2 separate regions of the Bicyclus anynana genome follow, and region 2 is linked to region 1. A link is a contact called in public Hi-C data. All regions are on one chromosome and are shown on one strand. Each heading gives the region's core, a stretch centred on a gene start, on an enhancer-like site or on the middle of the called end of the contact. The rest is flanking DNA. Distances are from core to core; before and after follow the strand shown. Region 1 overlaps LOC112054591 (homeobox protein homothorax). Region 2 overlaps LOC112054591 (homeobox protein homothorax).

Region 1 (7,491 bases), core at 4,468-6,967:
AAGCTAATTGTCTGATATCAAGTCTAAATTGCACGCTGCAGCGCAAATTAATGTTTTGTCATCGTACGCGGGTTATTACATGATTTTCACTTTTAAAAATTACAGCGTTTTGTATAAAAACATTGGTAAAGCGTAAATCGTCTATTTTTATGTTGGTTTCCTACAATGTCTAATCAAAGATTGAATAGAATATGTTGGATTTTTTATGTTACACTTAAAAATTGTATCACATAGCAACAATTTTAATCTATACTAAATTAGTATACTTTATTGTGATGTGTGTGGGAATTGATTTTGAAAATTCTTTTACTAATAGACAGCCCCGTTACTTGTGTGACATACAAACGGGAACTACCTACGCGAGAGAAACCGCGGTTTGTCGCCTAGTTTGCTATATAAATCGTGTATATTGGTTTTCTACAGTAGGCACGTTAGTTTAAAGGTTGATGAAAATAATGCGTTTCATTACTAAAGCTACCCATCTATCTATCTATCTACTTGATAAAGACAGTAGGTACCTAACCCTCAGTAAGTGTAATTAAAACATGAGAGTAAATCTATGCGTTATTTATTGGATAGAAGCAGGCGTTACTTTGCGGAAGTTCATCATGATTATATAATGATTTATTTATTTTGCTATCATCCGCGAAAAGTCGACGAACCCATGCGACAACGTCACCCAAGTCCGACAAAATACTCTCTACGTACGTTTCACCCCGAAACCGGAGCATCCTCAGGAGATGTTGACTCTACAACGTGCAATATAAATCATTATATAATTATGCGTTATTTTGCAGAAGTTACTTAATAAGTGCATTGCAGTGAATGGTACAGTACAATAAACAACAGTTTTAATTTTATGTTTACCGCGAAATCGTGATGAATCTGTGCGGTGATGTCACCCAGTTGCTCAATACGCTTAGGTACAGTTGAATATAGTCTTATTATAGTCTTCCAAGGAAACTGCGAGTGTGAAACTTGCTGAGAGGGTTTTTGTTTGTCGCTTTTAACTGATTGCAGATTAGCAGAAAACAGCAAAATAAACTTTGACAAAAATAAAGTCAAGTAATTTATTTTACAATTTATTATTTACACAAAAATATTAATCAACAGTGAGCCGAATATATGTTGGTAATGCCAACCCATATTCGGGGGGTTAGGACTTAGTCCACCACGCTGGCCCAATGACAGACTTCACACACGCAGAGAATTAAGAAAATTCGCTGGTATGCAAGTTTCCTCACGATGTTTTTCCTTTACCGTTTGAGACACGTGATATTTAACTTCTCAAGTATAAACACAAAATTATCCATATCATATTGACATCGCTTTTTAGGCCACGCAAATTTGTAGTATAATTTCCTCGTGGTTTGCGGATCTCTAAAACAAATTGCCAACTAATCATATCGCGTTACTAAATGGGCGATAATTCCAAGTGAGATTGATATGTAATTTCTGAGATTCGATGTTAACTAAACGGTGTGCAATTTGACGATGACTAGTCAAAAGGCGGACTGACTGTTGTTAGGGATACATCATTTCCGATAATTCGATGTGTCATTTTGCGAAATTGTCGTAATTTTTTACAACACGCTACCAGTTTGCTGTTATGTTTTTACACGGAGCATAAAGGACATAAGTTACTCATATGCGGTGTTTTTTATCGAGCACGCATTACTTGAAGAAATTAAATATCACGCGTCTCAAACGGTGAAGGAAAAACATCGTGAGGAAACCTGCATACCAGAGAATTTTCTTAATTCTCTGCGTGTGTGAAGTCTGCCAATCCGCATTGGGCTAGCGTGGTAGACTAATGCCTAACCCCTCTCATTCTGTGAGGAGACTGGAGCTCAGCAGTAAGCAGAATATGAATAATGATGATTTGCTTTGTTCATCATCATCACCATCACATTGCACGTCTCTTGAATTGCATATAAGCCCTCTGTTGGGACTTACATAACAGTCTTGAGCCGTGCGACGATGTCGTCGGTCGGTCCTAGTGGAAGAGTCCTATGATCGACCAATACTTACGTCTGGTGTAAGATTTCATCACTTTGGAGCACTACATTTTTCGTTTCTTTGATGGGTACCTACTTCGGTTTGGCACTTGTTCTACGAGGATCTACATAATATGTCAGTAACTGGCCTTTCAAAGATATTCTGAGCGTAGCTCTCTTCATTGCTCGCTCGACTTTCGTTGACTTTTTTCTGTGGAAAATAAAATCTGTGAAAAATCCATCAACCTATAAAATTTAACAAGCAAAATCTCCCGAAGATTTTTAAGTATCGGATTTGTATTAATGTTGATAGAAGATTCCTTATCAGTTATAATCATTATCACTAATTATTAACAGTCGTTAGATGTCCACAGCTGGACATAACCTCTTGCATAGACTTCCAAACAAAACAGTCTCAAGCCGCCAGCGTCCAACGGCTCCTTATAGCTACAAACCTAAATTTCCTTCGTTACTTCTTATTAACACACATTAGTCATGTCAAAAGTCATGTAAATTGTCTAAATGTGTGTTGTAGTAATCATTACAACATAATTTATTGTCTCTATCAGTTTATCATATGTATTGTGATTCAAAAACTAGATCTACCTTCACAGTTGTCGACTTTGATTGTTAATATTTGTGTTTTTCTGTTACAGGTAAGTTAAATTATTCATAGCTGTGATGACGAGATAAACTCCCGTAAGTAGAGCCGTTTATTTATTGTATTACCTATATGCTGACCCGATGGACTTCATAGTTGCCTATTGTCTAACATTACAAAGTGCAACTCCCAAACAAGTTTTTGAGTTCATCCTCCTCCTAACAAGTTAGCCCGCTTCCATCTTAGATTACATCATCACTCACCATCAGGTGAGATCGTAGTCATGGGCTAACTTGTAAAGAATAAAAAAAAAATAATGATATATATTATAATTATTGAAATAAAACGTTTATTCTCAACCAAACTAGACACAAGACACGATATCTCCGCGTGTAGATCGTAATCGAACCGTAGCGCGTCACTCGATACATTGGATGCTCGATGATGAACGAACAAATCGAGTACGAACATCGATTACTATCGCAACGTATCGAGAACTCCTTTGTCTTGTTTATAAGCGGGTTGCCAAGTAATTAGTATCTACTGTTAAATTATGATAATTATTATTACAGGTAGGTAAAACGTAATGTTTTTTTTTTATTTTCTACTGGATATCCTGAAGAATCACGTCTCTAGGTGGCAACCCTTCAGAAACCACTGTTAACGATCAAACTTTAAGGGCCTTTAAGGGTTGCCATAAAGTTAAGTGTTGAAGACTGTGGACATATCTCAGGATTTCCCATAGAAAATAAAATACTTCGGGGTCTGTACAATTGAGGTTTTCGTCTAATTATTATCACCATTAATTAATAATAGTTACCTGACGTTTCGAAAGTGCTTGTAAACTAAGCCTAATCGAAAGAAATTAATTTTGACTTTAAATTTGACTTTTTTAGCCACTTGAAATCTGTTACCTTCGAAAGCCACGGTCCAAACACCATACTGTAGGTATAGTAGATACCTACCTACCTACGAATATCTGACCAATAATGGATTATAATCTCTCAGAGACTATTCTCTCACTTAGAGAGATTTAAGACTGTGCTAGTAGTGATAATCTGGTATGGTTCGAACCTATAGCCACTCTATGTAAGTCCGGCCATTTATCGCGGAGCTATTGAGGTTTATAACTACCAGAGGCGTAACTAGTCGGTACATAATTACTAATCAGAAAGAATCTTGAAAATAATTTCACTTTCAACGAGTCCCATCTCGGACGATCTTCCAAAAGAATATTCACATAGTGACATTTGATTCCTTTTGATTCGAATTTACGCGTCCATGGCTCGGGGTCAGAATGTTTCTTTTTTTTTCTCTTCTTATCCCTCCCGATGGAAGGCTTAAATTTCTGATGTGATCTCGAACGGCGCATACCAAGCATATTTGATGTTATTTCGTTATTTTTTTCTACCGGCCGGTATTATGTGATATTTTTTTTGTTCGGAGATAAATTCGACGCAACATGGAAGGGTACGGTTAGGTGATATTTTTTTTTACCTCACTGCGCTTTAGGGCTGGCGTACACTACACAGTTTAGTAATTTTGTAACAGTAAATAAATCAAGAAATTAAGTCGAGGATACTATTACAAAAGATTCATCTCATTCTTTGTCTAAGCAATACACATTACAATATGTAATACAAAAAATTACCTTATTTATTATACAATGCAAAACAAAGTATTAATTCTTCTAAGCAATCTGCTTTTTTCTGTACACAAGACATATGGCATGAACTGTAAAATTATAGGGTAGGGACAATAATTTTATTTACTAATGAGCAACTGCTGATTTTCTTGCCATATCTTGCTTCCCAAACCACCACATTTTTATAAATGTGTCATTAGTGTTCTTTGTTTCACAGGGAATTGTATGACGTGCCTATGGTGTCTTATGAAGCGTTTGTCTAATATTATTACCATTGGGGTTAAAAAAATATGGGTACCAAATGAAACGGTTTTCCTTCTTTTGCGCAAACACACCTTCAGTGTATACTACCTAGAGGTAGTATACACTGAAGGTGCATTGTAAACGCAAAAAAACAACACAACCACTTTGTAAATTGGGTTTAGAATCGCTCAACCAGGGCAGCATGAGTGTAGTGAGGATGTAAGCTGGCAGCTTTCTCGGCAACAAGACAGCCGGGCGTGAATTAACGCGCTTTCAAATTGCGATCCTTGGGAGCAACGCCGGGGAATGCGCCGGGCCCGGATACCGGTAATTTTGTTAACTTAGATGAAGATCTGAACGCAAGCACCCGGATCCCTCGGAACTAGTAATTCGCTTTAATACTCTCCGGGATGGCGTTCGAACAAAATAGTTTTACAGTTTAATGCAATAGTTCTGCACGGAGCGACGAATGGGCGAGATGATTGTTTTTCCAATGACTTTGGGAACAGCTGGCCTATTCACTGTTTTGGTCTTTAATATCAACCTATTAGAATAAAAAACAAATCCATTAGCAAAATATAATCTACCTACTATGAGATATCCACCAGTAGGCACCGGATGACATTTGTTACATAAAGAATCTCAAATTCGTATACTACGTCAACTAGCATACGTCAAAGATAGTGAATAAGTCTGCCGTTTGAGTTATCTTTATATCTTTAATTAGACTTTAAATTGCAATAATTCCCAAAGAAAGCAATGATAGGGTTGCCTAGAAAATGCCTATAGACTTGAAGATGTATAAATTATAGAATGGCAGAAAACTTTAAAACATTTTGCTTATATATTTTTTCTTGATAAGTTAATTGACACCTGAAGAATCTTATAGCTTACTATCCTGACAACTGTATAGTATTATGAACGGAACCCACGATCTTCCGGAAGCCGTTGCTTATTTATGGCGTATACATTTCGACAGTTCGACGTCCCTCAGGTTCCCATCGTGAATTTTCTTCCCATCGTCCGCCGCGTTGCATAAACGGGGCCACTGACGTTTGGTGTCATTAAATCTCGTAATAGGGTATAATAAATCGCAGGAGGCGGCCTGAGCGGGGCGGCCGGGCGGCTGTCATCGTTTGTCAGGGCATTTCACGCATTGTTGGACAATAACGCAGGCGGTATTGTGCCGCCATGACGTGACGCGGGGACTGACCGCCGCGTGTCATGACGCCCTGGTCATGCTCACTGTGTCATGAGTGCTTGACGTCGCCGTTACTCATGAGTCATGACACAGTAGCATACGTACATCTCTAGCTAGATAACGAATACTCCGTCGTTCTCCTCGTCCTAGTAACATTGCAACTACACGAAGTAGTAGAAATATTAATAGCTTTCGTTAGCATTGCGGAAAAAAATGATTCGCCTGCTTGTCTTTGTAGAGGTAAAAATCTTACCTATATCTTACGTCATCAACCCATATTCGGCTCACTGCTGAGCTCGAGTCTCCTCTCAGACTGAGAGGGGTTAGGCCAATAGTCCACCACGCTGGCCCAATGCGGATTGGCAGACTTCACACATGGTATGCAGGTTTCCTCACGATGTTTTCCTTCACCGATTGAGACACGTGATATTTAATTTCTTAAAATGCACACAACTGAAAAGTTGGAGGTGCATGCCCCGGACCGGATTCGAACCCACAACCTCCGGAATCGGAGGCAGAGGTCATATCCACTGGGCTATCACGGCCTACTGGGCTATCACGGCCTATATCTTTATAATTGTTATTAATTGGGAATACGTCATTTGTACTAAAAAATCGAAAGTACAGTTAATGGTCAAACGATGTTTAGTGGCTTATGTACTGATGTCAATTTTTTAAAATTTCGTAATTCCAGATAATTTAATTTTAAGAAACTACGTTTAATTAAATTTCTACACTTTTTGATGACCTGTAAATTTTTTATAGGGTAACTTTAGCAAGTATCTTTTAATTAGGTAATTTTAATCTATAAAGCGGAACTGCGTTTCCGAAGCGGTAGCAGCATTAAACAGGCAATCTTCCCGTCAGCATCGGGGGCTATCCGAGTGTGCGCGGCCAAATATTTGCGGGTGTCTCATAAATTCAGGCGCTCGTCCTACCAGGATAACATACATAATGCGGCGCTCCACGGATCGGTAAACATATTGTAATGGAAAACGCCATCATTGTTTGCACTTTATGATGTCCTGGTGTTGTAAACTGACGCTTCGGACGGGAGTGAATGATAATTTCCCAGGGCCATAGTGGTGGGGGCGGGTGGGTGTTGTAATTCACTTCTACTGTAAACTTACTGTTTCCGAAGCACGGTTAATTTTCATCTCGTCTCATCTCTATAGTGGTAGTTAGTTGCATTTTACGCAATAACTACTGCAGGTTTTGTTGTAAAAGTGCTCCGTTATATGCTCGTAATTTACATATGTACATTACATATAGTTTGTTTATCTACCCTGTCCAAGTACCTAAACTTAAAAGCCATTTTACAATATTTTTATTTAAAATTACACGAAATAATACCAGCTCACTAGATCTATTTATATAGGATTTGTGATTTTTAACTTAAGTTCTTTTTGAAAATGACGAAAAAAAATAAGATTATGTTAGTTCTTTAGAAAAATAATCCTAAAAGGTAAATATATGAGGATTACGATATAAAGGCTACGTCTAAAACAGCAAAATTACGATCGGAGAGTAAGTCGCGCGTCGCGCGTCGCGGCTAATCCGTTAAGATATTCGGGCGGCGACACTTCGTAAATCGCGACCTTTTGTAGCCGACGCGACTTATCTTTCACCTACGAAAAACGCTGTAAAGAAGAATTACATACTTATTAAATTTATATTTTACGCAAAACTTTTATAATTCTTCTCAATTTATTATGGTAATAACTTTTAGGGATTGTAGTTTACTGCGACTACAAAAACGCGAAAACATTCAATTATTTGCAGTAATAGAATTAAATATTTAGGT
Region 2 (7,826 bases), core at 4,403-6,902, 60 kb after region 1:
TTTAAAACGGTAATTAAAAAAAGTTCATTTTATTTTAAAGACCATTAAAACATGCTATTTTTGACATAAATACATATCAAAAAATGTGGATATGAGATTTTTTTTAATATATATTTTTTTGTCACTTATTTACTTTATAATTTACATCATACATTCAAAATTTAATTGATACCTAAAATTGACAAAACAGTTATAATTATGTGTTGCTTAGTATAGCAATATATGATTATTTTATTATATTTATTATTCAACAAACAACACATTGAAATTAAGCTTAACCATAGTGCAACACAAACCACAGTTGGTTTTACTGTGCACTGGTATTGCTGTTTGTATGGTTGCTGGTAGATTTAATAAATAAGTAAGAAAATTTAAAATATAATTACATGAAAATATATAGTTGAAGTGAACTTTAGTTTTTTGCTGACCGTACTACGAGTATACCCCTCCCTCGTGTCGCATCTATCCGCAGCGCACCGCAAACTAACGAACCTGTACCCTTATAATTATTATTATTATAATTGTTAACGCAAACTCGTGTAATATATTTTATTAAGAAAGAAAAGTCTTAAAATAGTAGTTATTAGCTATTAATGTATTAATTGAAGAATTTTATTTTGATTTTCTCTTTATTACATATGTATATGTACATTATACTTGAGTTTGGGAGTCACGAACTGTAAATATAGCAACTAATACGAAAAAACGTACCGCGTACCGCTGCGTTCTACATTATTATAGAAAAAAATGCAATTTCAACCACCACCACACATTTCAATTGTAGATATACCCCGAGACAAAGACTTTGTATACAAATAGACGAGCAATTCTGAAATGAACTTATTTTCCGTGTGAATATTTGTCACGTTGATGTTATAATATGAAAGTGATGAGTTCAATTTTCGAATTGGGCCAATATGGAAATAAAAAAAACTAAAAGAAGTCACAAAATTATCGTTAACTTCAACTAAGGTTCAATAATGTACAACTAACACATACATTGTAACTAATTGAACTCATTTCTTTCAAAAGCACTAACATGAACGGTATTAAATTTGGGTAAATCTAATTGAAATCATTAAAAGGTGTACGCCGTTCATTATGTTTATATTTATTATATTTGCCAAATTTGAAATTTTTAAAAAAGCATATCAAAAATTTTGGAACCGACAGAAACAGAAACTACTTTTCTCTCTTTTTACAATTACATTATAAATCAAAGGTTTATTGTAACAAGGAACTAAACCTAAAGATTGAGCCTTGAAAATTATATAATGAAAGAAATACCTACTAAGACACACAAGTCATTCTGTTTTTTACTAAAACAAGCGATTATGGCAACGGATACGTTAAATTAAAATTGCCAAAAAATCTGTCAAAAAACGAATGACTTGTTGGACTTAGTATAATAATATTTGTATTGTATGAAAGTTATAGCTATTTACTGACGATATTGTATGTAAGTTTGTATGCTGGTATGTTCACGAAGAAATCACCGAACGCTGGCGGTACGTCGAAAGGAAATGTGTCGGCATTATGAATGCTACGAATTGTGTAAAAAATATTAAAAACTAAAAAAAAGTACCTTGTTTTATTTTATGACTCTGACCTAAGTTCTTAAATATCGGTAACTTAATTCATTACCAAAGACATATTACTAAAATTTATTGGAATTGCGTAGACTATATAGTCTATGCGTATTTACTTTTTATCTAAATAACAAATATGTGCCAGTTATGCATATTAGTAAGCATGCTTCCACCTTGGAATGCATCGTCACTTACCTTGCCATAGAAAAAAAATTGTTATTTTAGTACTTATTCTAAAGAATAGTATCACTCTATATCTACTAGTACTAATCTTCCAAGACAATAGCCATGACAAATACTAGTATAGGTACATTATTAATTTAGTATTTGATGAAATTCCATAATATCTGATCAATTTAAGTAAAATATGAGTAAAGTCTTAAAACAAAACTTCAGTTTCTTCTTTATTCATGGTTTAATCAAGAAATTCGTTTATTAAATTTTAGAGTAAGACATCGAAATCGTTTTAAAAAAAAATAAAAGTTTGTAACTACCAATCACTCTGTACTCTGTGGTTGATAATATATTCATAGTAGGTTTTTGCATTACATAAGCTCTTTTAGTTTTACACACAGACGGTTACTAATACACCCAAAGCCAAAGGGTCTTCCAAAAGTAGAAACATTTCTGATATGTGCATTTTTTACAAATTGGCTGTGACATAAGCGTAATGAGAGAATCGCCATTGTTTACATACAACCTAAAATATTCTTTACGATAGGATACATTTGCACCCCAATTTTAAATTAAATGAAAAAGTAACTTTAAAAAAGTATGACATCATGTGGTCTAGATGGAAAAGGTTCATTGAATCTTTGGCTCTCACCAGCCAATCACAGAATGCCATTATTGCAATAACTTTAGAATCATATTACTCGTATTTAAAAAATAAAGAAAAATATATTAATCCGTTAATTGGTTAATTAGTAATTATAATTAACAAAACTATTAAAAAACACCAGGGCGGCAGACCCGCCGAGCAGCTATGTCTGGTGGCGTCGCTACACTCGTAGCGTCGTAGCATCGTAGCATCGTAGCGGCGTAGCGGGCGGGGTTTGAAAATGGCGGCCGACAGTGAGTAATGGCACGCCGGGACGGGTCCAGTGACGCGTGCCGCAGGGTTGCCGCTTTATTGCTTTTCCATTTTAATATTTTATGAGTTGGACTCTCATGACAATAAGGAAAATGAAAATTGTTTACGTATTTAATACATTTTAAATATGTAACACGGCCAGCTGAGCCTACTTTCTGCTGGTATTTTAAAAACAATTGACTTAAAAATTAGTAAAATATCTGTAATATTCTACGAATTTCGTCATCGTTATTGTCGTAAGATATCGATGAAAAAATTCAATGAAATAAGCCTGTATTGATCGAAAACCGATCGCACCGATTATATCTTGAGCCTTCTCCAAAAACGGCGTCCTTTAACCCATTGGATATCATTAATTCACCCTGTGGAGTATCGACCAGCATTGCTCTTTCTCAAAGTCTTGTAATAGAAATCGAAGTAAAAGTTAAAGGAGAAAGTTTAATTTGAAATAATAATATAGTAATTCAAAAAAGTCTAATATAAAAATATACTCGTATAAGTAAGACATTCGTCAGCGTAAGATTTCTACCTTACAAGAAGATATCACGATATAATTTGACACTTACTTAAATGTTTTAATTTTTTATTTTCACGTCTATGAAATGAGTTTTATGGAGAGTGTAATTACATATTTGGAATGTATCAAACCAAATGAAAAACATGTAATGAAATCTAATAATAGTAATAATAATAATCGTTTATTCTCTATAAAACCGTAACATAATAGGTAAAAATACCTTAACTTTTCTGTTCTGTTTGTAATTATAGCAGCGTTTACTACCGATTCAGAGAAAAACGTTTATTATATTATGTGTCTAAGTACTTATGTAAAAACGTCATGCAATCTTACTGCGACTGCTCACCTACCAGTAATGTAAATGTACCAGCAATGTAAAAAAGGATGCCGGGTAAAGTAAGTAATTTTATACTTATTACGTATATACCGTGGCAACGCGTAATGACGTGTCTCAAATATATGCGCCGCATAAGGTATATCAAAAATAAACAAGTATGTTTTAATTTTATATTCAAAATTAGAATCTTAGTTCCTCGAGAGAAGAAAGTGAAAAATTAGAATTATGAAATTATTATTTTTTAGCTGAGTAGTTGTAATGATTGAAAAAGTTTCATAATTAATAGTATAATTCAGTAGGCTTGGTTCACAAATACTTTTTTAATATCAAATTTGTTTTACACTCTACCCAGGCTCGCAAGGGCTGAGAAGAGCTGCCAAGTAAAATTATTTACCAGTAGTGCCATTGAAAATATTCCGCAAAGCCGTAGAAGTTAATCGAGCACGAGCTATACCTAACTACATATAGAAAATGTATTATTATATAGAAAATTTATTTTTATAATTATGCAAATAATAATTAATTGACGTTCTCAAATAAGAAAACAATATACAGTTCCAACGACGATTGCCAACCCTAGTTTTTTCCTACAACGGAGCACTGTAAGCAACGCACCGATTGTATCGCCCGCGGATGCTCGGAGCGGCACATTTGTCAACCTTAGCCTCCCCCCTTCTCCACCCCTCGCAACCCTCGCTCCCAGCGACAAAAGAAACGCGAGATGCCAATTTATGTCGGCCTGGTAGCTATGTGATGCGTATACAGCTGATGCCCTGGTAAGAAATTAAAAAGAAAATGGTTTCTCACTTCACTGTTTATCTAACGTAATGTATTTTCTAACTCCTAAGTTTCCGACCTTGTATGTACGAGTAAATAAGCTAAGTCGAAGCCAAAAAATAAACATTTCTGCTATGTGATACTACGGATATAGCTGATAACAAATTGAGAAAATAGTTCCTTATGTATTTAGAAAAACATTAAACAAAAATCAACTATATTAGAAAAGAAAATGATTATCTTGAAAAAATTGTAATCTTGATAAAATGATAATTGTTTTTTATAATACTCTTTTAAATAGCTATTGAAAAAAAAGGAATAAAAATTTTATAGTTTGTTTGTTTGAAGGAACATTTACAATATACATTACATTTACAAACATGACCAAAATGAATTAGCACTTATTTTATTATATAAATAAATAAACAAATAACCTTGATTAACACTGAATTCATAAAAGGTATTATCCATAATAACTCATGTCGTCCTGGTAGTTGTGAGATGCATAAACCTGCGACGTCCTAGTACTTACAAACACGTATTTCTTTTGATGAAAGTCCTAGTAGTTTTTAGGGTCCTGGTACACTAAGTACCCTGAGAGCCTGGTAGTATTGATAAGAACTTTACATCTAGATGAATTATTCATTTATATTTATTATTTAGTCATTAGGGGTCTGGTGATGGAGACGAGGGACAGTTACGAGGACTTCTCAACGGCTTACAGTAGCTACCATGTGATTGGACTTGATTAAATTGTATTTATAAGAACATTACATCTAGATGGGTTGTGACTGTCATTAGAAGTATAGTGATGAGGATGAGAAGAAAAAGTAACAAAGAATATTTTAATTCATATATCATAGGGGTAAACGAGGAGTGATTTATAAAAGGTTTAAATAGTATTTTTCAAAATTGGTTTGGTTTATTGTACCGAGGTACGAGTACATAAGTACTAATTATAGCAAAATAATATCCTGGTTTAAGGATTTATAACCAAAATTCTTAATATGTTTTTTTACAGTTATAACATGTTATCACTAAAAAAGGAAAAATCACAAAAATGTTTTTACTTAAACTAAAAAGCGAAAAATAACACCGTACTATCTGCTACCTTCTGATCAGTTTGAAGGCGGTAGCAAGTTAGTGATGTAATTCAAGCCGTTTAAATCATAAAGATTTTAACTGGATTTGCAGACAGTTCTTTCAAATACGGCTTTAATTAGCACTATTTTTAAATGATAGTGATAAAAATGTGCACTTTACCCACAGTGTTGCGTAAAGTTGTCATTTAACAAGTGAAACACAAGTTTAGAGCCACTCCGTCACTCGGCCGCCACGTACATCACGCGCATAGTGCGCGGCCGCGACGTCGCGTGATGGATCCGCCGCGACGCGACGCGACGCCCGTGAAAAACGTCGCGTCGCGCCGGCTAACGGCCGTGTCGATTGTCGCGGAACGTGCTACCGACAGCAGAAAAGGACACCATCGTATAAATAAACTTTAAGTCTGTGATGTCAAATTAACCTGTTTTCTCAAGTGCTTATATTCGTTCGTTATCAACCCATATTCGGCTCACTGCTGAGCTCGAGTCTCCTCTCAAAATGAGAGGGGTTAGGCCAATAGTCCACCACGCTGGCCCAAAGCGGATTGGCAGACTTCACACACGCAGAGAATTTTGAAAATTAGAAAATTCTCTGTTATGCTGGTTTCCTCACGATGTTTTCCTTCACCGTTTGAGACACGTGATGTGTGTGTAGTTTCATAAAATGCACACAACTGAAACAGAGGTCATGTCCACTGGGCTATCACGCATATAATATATTCGTACGCATGTAATATATTCGTTCGTAGTTAATTTATTACACGATACTAAAACAAAACCAAGCTTTTTCACAAAATTTTGTCTGTCAGTCTGTCAGTCAGTCTGTCTGTTTGTCAGAAATGGCTCCACCGATTTTAATAGGACTTTAACATTAGGGCAACATACAGGCTCCTTTTTATTTATATTTGTGGGATATGCATGGATGTTTTCTAGAGTGGGTGATTTATATTTTTATTTATTAAGTGATTGCGACAAAGTTAAATATTATCTCAGCACACCAACCTACATTGTAGCAGCGTGTTGGGTCTAAGCACCAAATCCCCTAAACTATAAGAGTCTATAACTATAAGTTTTTGTCAACTATGGGTATGGGTAAGTTGATTCAGAATAATTGAGTAACCGCTTATATGATTCTTTCTTGCTGTTCAATTTGAAACTTTAAAGTTTACCATTTTGCTGACCGTACATGTAGCAACAAACGCGATCGCTTTCCGCGCGGGCCACTGAAAAATATACTCCGAAACCGCGACGCGTCAGTCACGTTCTAACACCGCCACGAACTACTGATGCCCTGGTACTGCAGCTATTTACATTGCCCGATCTACCAGGCTGGCAGAAAATACAGGAAAGTGATATATCATCATCATGATAGTAAATGATTAAGTATCACTCTCATCATTTTCAAATGATACTGCTAAACATTTGATTTTCTGTAGTTTTGTAGTAACTTTCAAGTATAATGGTCCTGAGGTCATCTTGTTTGTGGTTACAATACAATACAATAATAGATCTTCTCAAAACGGCATTTAAAAATGAATGTTCCACAAACTAAATCGATCTTTTTATAAGATGTTATTAAACGTTTCTGATTCATTCACCTTCATTCCTTTCAAGTTTTCTCCAGACTCTGCTGCACATAAGATAGAAAAGTACAGAAAAAAGGACGGATCATTTTAGAAAATATTTTTATTTAGTTTCGGATGAATTAATTTCAAGAAATTGCTCTTAACTTTAACCAGCCTCCATTAACTTAAGCCGCCAAGAATCATGAACGGAACTTGATAGTAGAGCGACCATAACGCATGGCCGCCACAAAACAATAACAATAATTTCAACGAAAACGGAAATCTCCTAGCGAAAAATCGTTAAAATAGCGGACAGAGTCCAGCGCGCGCCATCAAAGCAGTTATTTGGTCCATTTAACGTGAAATACTTGCTGTGGATGTACTAGGAGCGCAAGGCAATAGAATAATAGATCAGAGCTAGTAGTCCTTTACCTTGAGTATAGCAAACTTGATTTGTAGCCATCAGCTTTTTGAAAAATCAGTCATGAATATTCATTATTAATTTTTTAAAAATAAAAAATATAAAATCACTATTAAAAATTTATGAAAAACATGTATTTAGTTTATCGTTATTTTTAATTTAGGTGTCTCTTAATAACTCGAAAGTATTCGCTTATTCTCCCGGTGCGATAGACGTATTAGGATTTAGGAGTGCAGAGGCGAGAGAGAGGTTTTAAAACCTGATTTATTACTATGGGAGATATAAAAGCCCGCGCATCGCTGCGCGCCTAGTAGGCGCATGTCCCGAGCGCTCAGTCGCAGCAGGGTGCTCCTTTGACCGCAGACCCCGACGTCGATTCCCGACCATAAAGCCCATCCACGTTCTACACATACAGGGTGTACTT

The links. A called contact is a pair of places that touch in the nucleus more often than the background predicts.
Region 2: a Hi-C map of whole larva shows a contact between it and region 1, with 2.7 times the contacts expected there. The contact joins two enhancer-like sites. A contact is called at or near these places in 2 of 2 Hi-C or Micro-C datasets (whole body and whole larva).

Annotation. Positions count from the first base shown.
Region 1 is chr21:13,593,559-13,601,049 of ilBicAnyn1.1, forward strand. All of the region lies in intron 11 of LOC112054591 (homeobox protein homothorax), which reads left to right. Among protein-coding and RNA genes, the nearest start is that of LOC112054612, 89 kb to the right of the region's middle. Within about 2 kb of position 5,718, at least 5 of the 8 cell types and tissues checked have open chromatin away from gene starts, as enhancers often do.
Region 2 is chr21:13,653,874-13,661,699 of ilBicAnyn1.1, forward strand. LOC112054591 (homeobox protein homothorax) reads left to right here. Exons shown (of 14, transcript XM_052888255.1): 14 at 1-943. Among protein-coding and RNA genes, the nearest start is that of LOC112054612, 28 kb to the right of the region's middle. Within about 2 kb of position 5,653, at least 2 of the 8 cell types and tissues checked have open chromatin away from gene starts, as enhancers often do.